Regions from separate parts of the Zea mays genome. Here region 2 is linked to region 1. The links are chromatin contacts, called in public Hi-C maps. All regions are on one chromosome and are shown on one strand. Each heading gives the region's core, a stretch centred on a gene start, on an enhancer-like site or on the middle of the called end of the contact. The rest is flanking DNA. Distances are from core to core; before and after follow the strand shown. Region 1 overlaps LOC541985 (MADS14). Region 2 holds the start of LOC100278914 (GDP-mannose transporter GONST3).

What was found. Hi-C and Micro-C count contacts between places; a contact is called where the count stands out from the background.
Region 2: a Hi-C map of tassel shows a contact between it and region 1, with 2.3 times the contacts expected there. The contact joins the promoter of LOC100278914 here to the enhancer-like site in region 1. A contact is called at or near these places in 2 of 25 Hi-C or Micro-C datasets (leaf mesophyll and tassel).

The regions. Positions count from the first base shown.
Region 1 is chr9:152,997,419-153,002,860 of Zm-B73-REFERENCE-NAM-5.0, forward strand. It overlaps LOC541985 (MADS14), which reads left to right. Exons shown (of 8, transcript NM_001320931.1): 2 at 348-423; 3 at 805-866; 4 at 996-1,095; 5 at 1,184-1,225; 6 at 1,350-1,391; 7 at 1,475-1,608; 8 at 1,734-2,049. The coding sequence ends at 1,815. Among protein-coding and RNA genes, the nearest start is that of LOC541985, 8.9 kb to the left of the region's middle. Within about 2 kb of position 2,228, at least 17 of the 20 cell types and tissues checked have an H3K27ac peak or open chromatin away from gene starts, as enhancers often do. A contact at or near this core is called in leaf mesophyll and tassel, where this site is marked.
Region 2 is chr9:153,159,205-153,165,404 of Zm-B73-REFERENCE-NAM-5.0, forward strand. LOC100278914 (GDP-mannose transporter GONST3) reads left to right here and starts at 4,332. Exons shown (of 3, transcript NM_001152036.2): 1 at 4,332-5,042; 2 at 5,301-5,479.

The sequences.
Region 1 (5,442 bases), core at 978-3,477:
TGCCTTCACACCCAAATTTGGACCATGATGAGACCCAGGGACTGGGACTCTCAGTCTGGGAGGTATATAGTCTTATTTTTTTTGTCCTGCTAAAAAGGCGCATTCTATTTTCCTAAAGCTAGCAACTAGCTAGCATAGACAATGCGAGAAGATTAAAGATTAATTAAGGATGACGATTGAGCTCTCGTAATTATATGTTTATTGTGTCGAATCTCCTGTAAAAAGGAGCAAAGAAAAAGATCGGAGCATCAAGACGAAATCAAAGAATCTTTGTTTGTGCTGCTAGCTTATTTCGTTGTTTTCTTAAAATGCTGCCACTGATCACTTTGATTGCCTTGTGCCAACAGCATGTACAAAACACTCGAGAGATACCGCAGCTCCAACTACAGCACACAGGAAGTAAAAGCTCCACTGGAGAGTGAAGTAAGTGTACTGAGTTCTTGACATCCTTTCTCGACATAATAATGCATTTGCATATATATTTTTGTGAGAGTTTAAATCATCTATATTCCTTTTATAAACATAAAATAATATAATAAGCTAACAATCTCTTGCCTAGCTTTGTGGAGGGTTTGAATTAGTAATATTAAGATTCACTTGGCAAAAAATACATGACTTGTGAACGCTATCTACATCCTGCTTGGTCATTTGATAAGCCCTGCCATCTGTTTCTACTGATATGGTATCTAGAGTAGGTCAGTGGGACGGGATTTCTTTCTTCTCTAGAACTAAGTTTTGGGTGTTCCTTTTTTTTCATGACGTTGACTTACTCTGTTGCATTGCGCTCTTCCTTGCTAAAACTAGATTAACTACCAGGACTACTTGAAGTTGAGGACCAGAGTTGATTTTCTCCAGACTACACAAAGGTAGAAATATTTCTCCAAAGCGAGCGGTGGTACTGCACTACGGATTGCTTGTTTCATTATATTTCAGGTGCACCAAAACTGTTAATGGACATATGATGACGTGTGCTACTAATTTAATCCATTCTGTAGAAACATCCTTGGCGAAGATCTGGGCCCACTCAGCATGAAGGAGCTCGAGCAGCTGGAGAACCAGATAGAGGTATCCCTGAAGCATATCAGGTCAAGAAAGGTAGAACACCTGGCCGCGTTTATGTACTTATATTTCCACAGAGCGCAGTGCTTTCGCTTGCATTTGACGACGGCTGATATGCTCGCAGAATCAGATGCTACTCGACCAGCTCTTTGATCTCAAAAGCAAGGTAACAATGAGGAGCTCCGCTTATATATATATACCTTTTGCCTGCCTTTACTTCTGTTCCATACATCTGCACCAAATTAAACAAAGAAACTTTGTAGTCATGTAATGCCGAGCTAGTTTTGCAGGAACAAGAGTTGCAGGATCTCAACAAAGACCTAAGGAAAAAGGTAACTAAAAACGCTAGATGTATGTATGCCCACTTTGACGTAAACGTACTGTTCCGTTACTGATTTCATGCAAGTGCTGCCAGCTGCAAGAAACAAGTCCGCAGAATGTGATCCACGACGTCTCCTGGGAGGAAGGCGGGCACAGTGGGAGTAGTGTTCTTGGTCCGTTCCAGGGACTCCTTCAGCACCATGGCAATGATCCTTCCCTGCAGACACGGTAAGTTTTCAGGTGATATCCATGAAGCCAATAGCCACACACAACGACTGTGTTATCTGTACGTACTTATGCAACCTCAATCGCATTGATTAATGAGTGCGTGTGTTCGTCCTGGGCGAACAAAGGTACCATCAGCAGGCCTACATGGACCAGCTGAACGAGGACATGGCGGACCCTGACGAGCACGGTCGGTCTGGATGGATATGAGATGCTCCGGTCCGATGCCCCCCAAATAATGTCGATGCATGCATATAGTTTCCTGCGGTATGCGGAACTATATATGTGTTGAAACTGCACCAACGATTAGCTGCCTGATTGTAATGGTTACCTTAAGAACTCCAGTGTATTGTATTGTTGTGTGCTGTGCTGTGTTGTCAGAAGCTTGCAACTTTGTATATGTACATGTATGGTATTCTGTTAGTTTCTTGGAGCTGCGCAAAACCGTCTTCATTTCTGGGCTTCATTTCTATATGCTCTCTGCTCCAGGCAGGCTTAGATCTCTGGGCCTCTACCCAGCAGCCTGCATCACCGTGCGCATAGCTCGTGGGCCGCGTCATCATCCTCACACGGCAGACGGGCACACTACTAACTGCCGACGCCAGTCGTCGCCCCTCGCTCTCGCGAATCGTTTTGGGTGCTGGGGTCGTCTCATGTCATGGAGGCGACCACTCGGCATGTCCATGGCCCAAGAAGGAGTGAGCGAGCCCGCCAGCCCAATACCAATTCACCGGCCCACAATGGACTTCAGCTGGAACACAGCCTGCGTGCGCAAGTTCTGTCCTGTGCGTGCGGCGCGTCTATACGAGACGAGTCATTAAAAAAAGAAAGGAAGGAAAACATAGTTTCCACTAAACAACAATCCTAGACCTCTACGAACATAGTTTAACAGAGGCTCCAGAAATCCAGAATGATCCCCATAGACTAGATAGGTTACAAATTCGGAGACTTGGTTCATAAACATCTCTGAACAAGAACCTACAATGTTCGTCACATGATCACAGACATATTGTTCGGACCACATATTAGACAAAGGATTCACTAGTGACCCATCTGATTTGGCGAAAAGATGATGTCTTCAGCGCCCCTATCCATTTTGTTAGATTTCATCGCCTTCTCAAGATTTACCACATCAGTCTAAACAACAACCGTACCATGGCCATCACTAGTATAAAGAAGTTGTTTAGTGACGGTTGGTAACCTATTTTTATTGGTGTTTTTTTTAAAACCGACGACAATAATAGAGTCCAATAAAATCAACTTTTATACATGCGATTAATTGAGAATCGCTAGTAGAAATCAATTTTCAATTGCAGTTGAGATAAAAAAATCGTCAGTACTAACCTTTTCCTGTAAACATAAACATGGTTTTAAAAATAGCAAAAAATAGAGAGGCATATTTTAATCGATTTTCACTGCAAGTCTTGGCATTTTTGCGCACAAAATTCACGAGCGACGTAACTGCGGGCACTCAAACCCTAACCTTATTCTCACGTGTAGTATACTCTAGCACTCCACCTATCTCTTAGCTTGTGTTTGGATTACAGCTTTATTGTCCATATATTATAACAAACCGAGTATAAACTGATTGGTTGAGGTTGTAAACGAATTCAAACGAAAAACTCGTCAACTATAAAGTAGAATGAATTTTTAAGCTCTATAAGTTTATTTTGGGACAATTGTGACTATACACTTCTCTGGCATCGCAATTCCAATTTTATTAGCCCTCGTTTTTAACTTTGTGATTTTACCCCTCTATTTTGAAAATGAAGCTGCCATTTGCCCCTCTCTCTTAACACCGTTAGTGAAAATCATAATTGGTGATTAAAAAATAAGAAACAAGGGGGTAAAATCACAATTTCAAAGTTTGAAAAGGGTATAATCACAATTTACTTTGAAAACAATGTTTAATTTTTTAGGGTTAATTGTGATTATACATTTATATTGTGATTTTACCCCTATTTTTTAACCACTAATTCTGATTTTCACTAACGATGTTAAGGGGAGGGCAAACTATGGCTTCGTTTTCAAAATAGAGGTGAGGGGTAACATCAAAGTTCAAAAGTAGTAAAATCACAATTGTAATGTTCGAGAAGGGTATAACAACAATTGCCCCTTTTATTTTTGGTACTTTTTCCATATTGTAGAATTTGCATTTTAAAATGTGTCAAATGCAGATCGAATTTTGATAGCCCAAATAATTTCAAATGAAAATGTTATCAACTACAAAGTTTCATAACTTTTAGAGGTCTACAACTTTTATTTTGGTGATTTTTCAAACAAGGTCATTTTAGAAACTCAAAAAAATCTATTTCAAATAATTTCTACAAGCGGTTCCTTAAGAAAACTGTGATTTGCACTAACGGTTTTTTAAGGAACTGCCAGTATAAATAAGCGACATGTTCTGCTGGCAGGGTTCCGCAACAGCGGTAGCTACTGCTGCTGCGACCCAACAGCCAAAGCCTTCATCAGCCTCTGTGGTTTCTACTGCTATATCCTGCAGTTGATTGGCTTGAAGATTTTTAAGAAAACCGCCTATAGAAATGCACGATGTACACTTGAGAAAGCCGATAGTGAAAATGTGTTTCTATTGGTGGTTCTTGAGCTGGGACAACCCATTTAATTTCATTTGCGTTTGATAACCGAAACTGCTTGTAATAATTAGACCAAGCATATACCAATTTTCTACTAGTGCATTCGCAATTATGCCATCCTTTGAAGGCTCTTTAGAGCAGCAAGGGCTTCAACATGTATGGAACTTGTGACACGCTCGTGGTGAGAACATCCCCTCCTAGTAATTCTCCAGTGTTGTCTCTTGCTACAAAATTCCACTCACTAGTCATGTTTTGCTTTAGTAATAAGCATACATGTACCACGTTTTCTCTTTGCCCCCTCCTCTCTCCTAAGGGCTAGTTTGGGAGAAAGGGAGTCTAAACCCAGTGAGGGAAAACTTCCCACGTATAACTAAATATATTATTCAAATGTCACTCTTAAGAATTGCTCACCTTGGGAAATGAGGGGGATCCCAATGGGATAAGGTTTATAAACTAACCCTAACCGGTGATAAGCAGGGACTCGGTCCTTTCCCTTCCATAGTCTTAGGATAGCTTTGTTGACCCTTGTTCATCTATATTTTAGTTTCTTGTGTCATCGTTGAGGTGGTGGCATGATTTTTTAGCTTCTCACTACCTCGATGGCGTTCGATCTAGCATCAACAAAGGACCCATGCAATGTGAGAGTTTTGTCATATCTGTTGTTTCACTTCCGAGTTTAGCATTTCACGTGCTTATCAGATGAAGTTTGGTTAGTACAAAAATGATGTTAAAGCACTATAATTGATGTATCCATTGCATGATTGTTACAATGGATATGATGATTTACCATGATCAAGGTTTGGTAATCTGATTAACACTAGGGTGTTACAATATCTCATACCAAACACATATTAGTCCATATGTCACTCAATTGACAAAAAACAAATTATGGCCTTTCATATGGCCTTGACCATCACCACCACTATACTCTACTCTTCCTTGAGTGCTGCCATCATCCCTGCATTGTCTACCCCCATTCAAAGCCCTATATCATCTTGATTCCTACTCGAGGAGCTTTGCTGACATCCACACAGTGAGAGGACCTAACACCTCTCCATTGCGTCAAATGACCTAACCAGCTTTTAATATAGTGGACTACACATGTACTTTGTTCCTCTTGATAATTATGTAACTTATGGATTAAAGGGCATTGTCATCTAAGTGAGGGTGAGTTAGGCTTCATTCTTAAAAACTACCTGGCCTCTATTTTCTACTCAACAAAATATATGCAAGATTTCTATCT
Region 2 (6,200 bases), core at 3,082-5,581, 160 kb after region 1:
CATGTGTGCAAGATTCCAAGCCGACCCTAAGGAAGCTCACCTTACGGCCGTGAAACGAATCTTGAGATATTTGGCTTATACTCCTAAGTTTGGGCTTTGGTATCCTAGGGGATCCACATTTGATTTGATTGGTTATTCGGATGCCGACTGGGCGGGGTGTAAAATCAATAGAAAGAGCACATCGAGGACTTGCCAGTTCTTGGGAAGATCCTTGGTGTCTTGGGCTTCAAAGAAGCAAAATTCGGTCGCTCTTTCCACCGCTGAAGCCGAGTATATTGCCGCAGGCCATTGTTGCGCGCAATTGCTATGGATGAGGCAAACCCTGCGGGACTACGGTTACAAATTAACCAAAGTCCCCTTGCTATGTGATAATGAGAGTGCAATCAAAATGGCCGACAATCCCGTCGAGCATAGCCGCACTAAGCACATAGCCATTCGGTATCACTTTTTGAGGGATCACCAACAAAAGGGAGACATCGAGATTTCTTACATTAATACTAAAGATCAATTAGCCGATATCTTTACCAAGCCTCTTGATGAACAATCTTTTAACAAACTTAGGCATGAGCTCAATATTCTTGATTCGCGCAATTTCTTTTGCTAGCTTGCACATATAGCTCATTTTATACCTTTGATCATGTCTCTTTCATATGCTATGACTAATGTGTTTTCAAGTCTATCTCAAACCAAGTCATAGGTATATTGAAAGGAAATTGGAGTCTTCGGCAAAGACAAAGGCTTCCACTCCGTAACTCATACTTCGCCATCACTCCAAGCAACTCTCTATTCTTTGGGGAGAAATGAGCATCAAAGAAAAGGACTTCGTCTTTGGTATAATCTTAACTCATTTATTTATGACCAAAGGGGAAGATAGCACTTCGAGGGCTCTAATGATTCCGTTTTTGGCGATTCATGCCAAAAAGGGGGAGAAATGAGCCCAAAGCAAAAGGACCGCACCACCACCAATTTCAAAAACTTAAGTATTGAATATTTTCAATTAGTATCCTATTGTGTTCAAAAGGGGGAGAAAAATAGTATTTCAAAAGTATATATCAAAACCCTCTTGAACACTAAGAGGAGGATCTCATTTAGGGGGAGTTTTGTTTAAGTCAAAGGAAAAGCATTTGAAACGGGGGGAGAAAATTTTCAAATTTTGAGAATGCTTTGCAAATCATATTCATTTACCTTTGACTATTTGCAAAAGAACTTTGAAAAGGATTTACAAAAGAGTTTGCAAAAACAAAACATGTGGTGCAAACATGGTCCAAAATGTTATATAAGAGAGAAACAATCCATGCATATCTTGTAAGTATTTACATCGGCTCAATTTCAAGCAACCTTTGCACTTACATTATGCAAACTAGTTCAATTATACACTTCTATATTTGCTTTGGTTTGTGTTGGCATCAATCACCAAAAAGGGGGAGATTGAAAGGGAATTAGGCTTATACCTAGTCCCTAATTAATTTTGGTGGTTGAATTGCCCAACATAAACAATTGGACTAACTAGTTTTCCCAAGTGTATAGATTATTCAGGTGTAAAAGGTTCACACTCAGCCAATAAAAAGACCAAGTTTTGGATTCAACAAAGGAGCAGAAGTAGGAACCGAAGGCCCTCTGGTCTGGGAGCACCAGACTGCCCGGTGTACACCGGACAGTGTCCGGTGCACCAGAGGACTCCAACTCGAACTCGCCACCTTCGGGAATTTCCAGAGGCGACTCCGCTATAATTCACCGGACTGTCCGGTGTACACCGGACAGTGTCCGGTGCGCCAAGGGAGGTCGGTCTCAGGAACTCGCCAGCTTCGGGAAACTCCAACGGCTAGTCCGCTATAATTCACCGGACTGTCTGGTGTGCACCGGACTGTCCGGTGCGACTCAGGAGCAACGGCTACCTCCGCGCCAACTGCTCTCTGCCGCGCATTCAATGCGCGCTCTGCGCGCGCAGATGTCAGGCGCGCCCATTCCGGCACACCGGACAAGGAACAGTAGATGTCCGGTGTGCACCGGACACCCAGGCGGGCCCACAAGTCAGGAGCTCCAACGGCTAGAATCCAACGGCAGTGATGACGTGGCAGGGGCACCGGACTGTCCGGTGCGCCATCGAACAGACAGCCCAGCCAACGGTCAAGTTTGGTGGTTGGGGCTATAAATACCCCAACCACCCCACCATTCATTGCATCCAAGTTTTCCACTTCCCAACTACTACAAGAGCTCTAGCATTCAATTCTAGACACACCAAAAGAAATCAAATCCTCTCCAACTCCACACAAGCCTCTAGTGATTAGCGAGAGAGATTTTCCGTGTACTTTTGAGCTCTTGCGCTTGGATTGCTTCTTTTCTTTCTCACTTGTTCTTGAGATCATAACTCCATTGTAATCAAGGCAAGAGGCACCAATTGTGTGGTGGCCCTTGTGGGAAGTTTTGTTCCCGACTTCGATTTGAGAAGAGAAGCTCACTCGATCCGTGGATCGTTTGAGAGAGGGAAGGGTTGAAAGAGACCCGGCCTTTGTGGCCTCCTCAACGGGGAGTAGGTTTGCAAGAACCGAACCTTGGTAAAACAAATCTCCGTGTCTCACTTGCTTATTCGCTTGGGATTTGTTTTGCGCCCTCTCTCACGGACTCGTTTCTTTATTACTAACGCTAACCCCGGCTTGTAGTTGTGTTTATATTTGTAAATTTCAGTTTCGCCCTATTCACCCCCCCTCTAGGCGACTTTCAATGAGGACTAGACCTTGAACGTGGTGCCCTTCCTTTGAGGGTTGTTCTGCCCTTAGAGTAGGGGCTAACTATACTCTTTGATATGTTGGTGCTTCTATACTTAGTTGAATCGAGAACTCCTTTATGTTATCGGGAGGCCCTAGGGCCTAGAGGGTCTCGGGACTTGGTCACGACAAATTTCTCGAGCAGTGGGCCTCAGATACCCACTTCAGATATCTGAAGACTCTTAGGGGTCCAGGTCTGTAGGGAAAACTAAGTTTGAAAGTTCCTTATGGTTAGAGTGTCCATGGGTCCTATGGACCCCAGTTCTACACCGTTCTATCTGATACTGGTGATGGGAAGAACTCTTGTTGTGGGGCATGAGATCAAATCCCTAGGATAGTAGGATGATAAACCTCTACATTAGTTCGAGTAAAGATCTATCCCTAGCCTAGGGATGAAAATGGATACTTATTCAGATATTAAGTTTTTGTCTTTTTATTGTGAATAAATAGGATATAGGATATGCTATGCCAATTCATATTATTGTGTTTAGCATTGAGCATGTAAAGGTTCATAAAAAGTAAACTTTAAATTTATCATATATCTTCTCAAATGATAGATATAAATTTAGGATACAAATACAAATATATTCATCTTTTTGTTATAGGGAGTAAATAATGTACAAAACGATATATGTAAACTTTTATTTGTATTTGTAATAATGTGTTAGATAATATATGAAAAGATTAACATTAAGTTTATATATATATATATATATATATTAAATTTATCCTAATAATTTGGATGCCCACTTTCCCTATGTCATTAGTCTTGAGAGCGTGAATCCGGCAGTAGACGGCCACGGCCCCATGTCAAATTATTATTATTAGGATTTTTTTGAAAGTGAGTTGTAGCATGTAGGACTATGACCTTCCTAGGACAGTGACAGTAATTATTTGGTCCAGATTTCTTCCTACCCAAAATCGATAAGAAAAATGGCTCTAAAGTGTACCCAACATGCATAAAATGTATTGAGAAGTAATAAAAATATATACAAGTTTTTTTTGGAGTCAGAGGTGTTTGGTTTCAAACGGTAATCTCGTCCTGCTGGCGCTATTACCGATTAGCTGGTCCAGCTGGGCGAGCGATTTTGACTCGCTGACAAGAGCAAATCAAATCTTAACGAGCCAAGTAGCATTTCATCAGCAAGTTTAACGTGCTGAATCGCAAACGGCAGGCCAGTAGCTATCGGACCCAATCCAATCGTGTTGTTCTTCTGACCAGATTTTCTGAGAATCTGGCTAGCTTTTTTGACAAGTTTTTATGAGAATTTAGGTACGGAAAGAATTAGCTGTGAGAAAAATCTTAATATCGTGGTATTATATACGGAAGAAGACGAAGTAGCCCAAAGGATTCAGGAGCTAGAAAAGGATGGATTCCTATCATCGCGACGACTCGACCGATTCTGTATTGATTTTTGACAGTTTTTATCAAATCAAATCTTAACGACCAAGTATAACATTTCAACAGCAAGTTTAACGTACTGAATCTCAAACGGCAGGCCAGTCGGACCCAATCCAATCTCCACTCCACCTACGCTGCAGCAGTCCAATGCAGATCAGTCCACCGTAATAAGTTTACTGTGATGATTGATGAATGATGATATCTCTGGCGTCATGCCCGCTCGCGGCTCGCACCTAGCAGTGTCGCCGCCTCGCCGTGGACGACGGATATCGCGGGCGCGGCACCCCCGTTCCCGTCCTCGTTCGCTTGTCTGATCAGATCCCCATCTGGCCGTTCACGAAGGCACGCAGCCGAGCTCGCAGCGCACGCAGGGGGCTGGGAGAACCGGACAAGTCAGAAGGTCCACCCGCGACGCGACCGCGACCCGCAAGGCGGGCGAGCCCGCCGAGGCGGAGGAGGGCGCCTCGAGATCTCCTCCGCGCGGCTCGCGGGTCAGAAGCAGCGAAGTCGCATTTGTAAATTCATCATCGTCCCCGACTCCCCGCCTGCAAAAATTCTGCTGTGGCCTCCTGCCCTCCTCGTTTGCCTTCCATTGCCTGAAATCCCAATTCCGAGATTCCCAAATTGCAGGACCCCACTGCTAGTGCTAGGTTCCCACTCCGCGCGCGCCGGCCCAGTTAACCCCCGTCCGCGGCCGCGGGTTGACTCGCAATCGGAATCGCAAGCGTCCGGATCCGGGCTCACACCTCCGACCGACAGCCACCGCGCAGAAAACAAGGCGGAGACCCGGCGATAAATCCCCGCGCCCCATCCTTTTCCGTTCCCCACACCACCACCGAGTTCACCGGGGCTGGAGGAAGCGTCTACAGGACAAGGTGAGAGTTCCTATCATCTGCGTTCTCTGGGGTTTTCGAACCCGTTTCTGCGCCCCCAAATTGCACGAACTATGCGGAGGAGTGGCTGTCATTGGTCGTGACGGGACGCCCTCACACCTAACAATTGACATTTTCTTTTCTTCTGTCCGTGGCGGCGTTAAGTTCGTGCAATGATGACCTCTTGCGCTAGCATACGACGCCTTCTCCGGCGAGGCGACTTACTAAATTCCATTATTTTTATTTCTTTTTTTTAAGCAGGATCAGCATCGCTTCATGTGACTGATTGGTTGGTTGCGCCGGCCTGCGAGGATCTAGCACCGAGTTCAGGGAGCACTTCGTGAGACTTGTTCATTCGTCTTGAGGTGCTGGAGCCGTCACGTTGTGGTAGTTGAGAGGAACCTGTCCAATTTCCATAGTTGCGAGGAAAGATTCCTGAGGTATGCTTGCTGTACTTGTTTGCTTATCAGAAACTAGTGCACCCCATTATTGTGACCTCCTCTACTTGACTTGGACAAGCGCTAGTTAAGTTTTCAAAAAAAAAAAAAACAAGCGCTAGTTGGTAGTTGGTACGATACGTCCCGTTGATATTTCTAGCATGTCCTGTCGTCCTAACAACCTAACATGCCTGCGAAGTGCCCCAAGCTTGTTTGACTTCCCTGGCTGTCATGGACAAGCGCATTATGCCCTCACGAGATAAGTTAACAGGGCTAGCTGCTAGGTGGTTGCTGCATACTGGTCTTCCCTCTTTCTCTTGCCACCTCGGGCATCCTCTCTGGCTTAGAAAAAAAATATGCGCTTCATAGTCCATACCTAGATCTTTTGGTGTTCAGTTTTGGTTTCAAGCCATGGCGAATTCTCGGATTGGACGTTACAAGGTATTTGTTGATCTTTGCTTGGACACTTCATAGGTGGCATAGTTTCATCTTCTTCTGATTCTTACATGAAGTCCTGCTGCCCCATCTTGTGCCTTTGATTTTGTGGAGCGACCTATTTTAAAAGTATTCGTTGTCTGACTTTTGTTGTTTGTTTCATCTTGTTTTGTTTTGGTTTGACCTTCTTTAGCGTTTACCATGCTTGCTGTTTTTGTATTGGAAATTTTTGATTGGGTTCATGCTTGCTACAGAAGATAAACAGGATGGCCAAACATATGAAACAGGG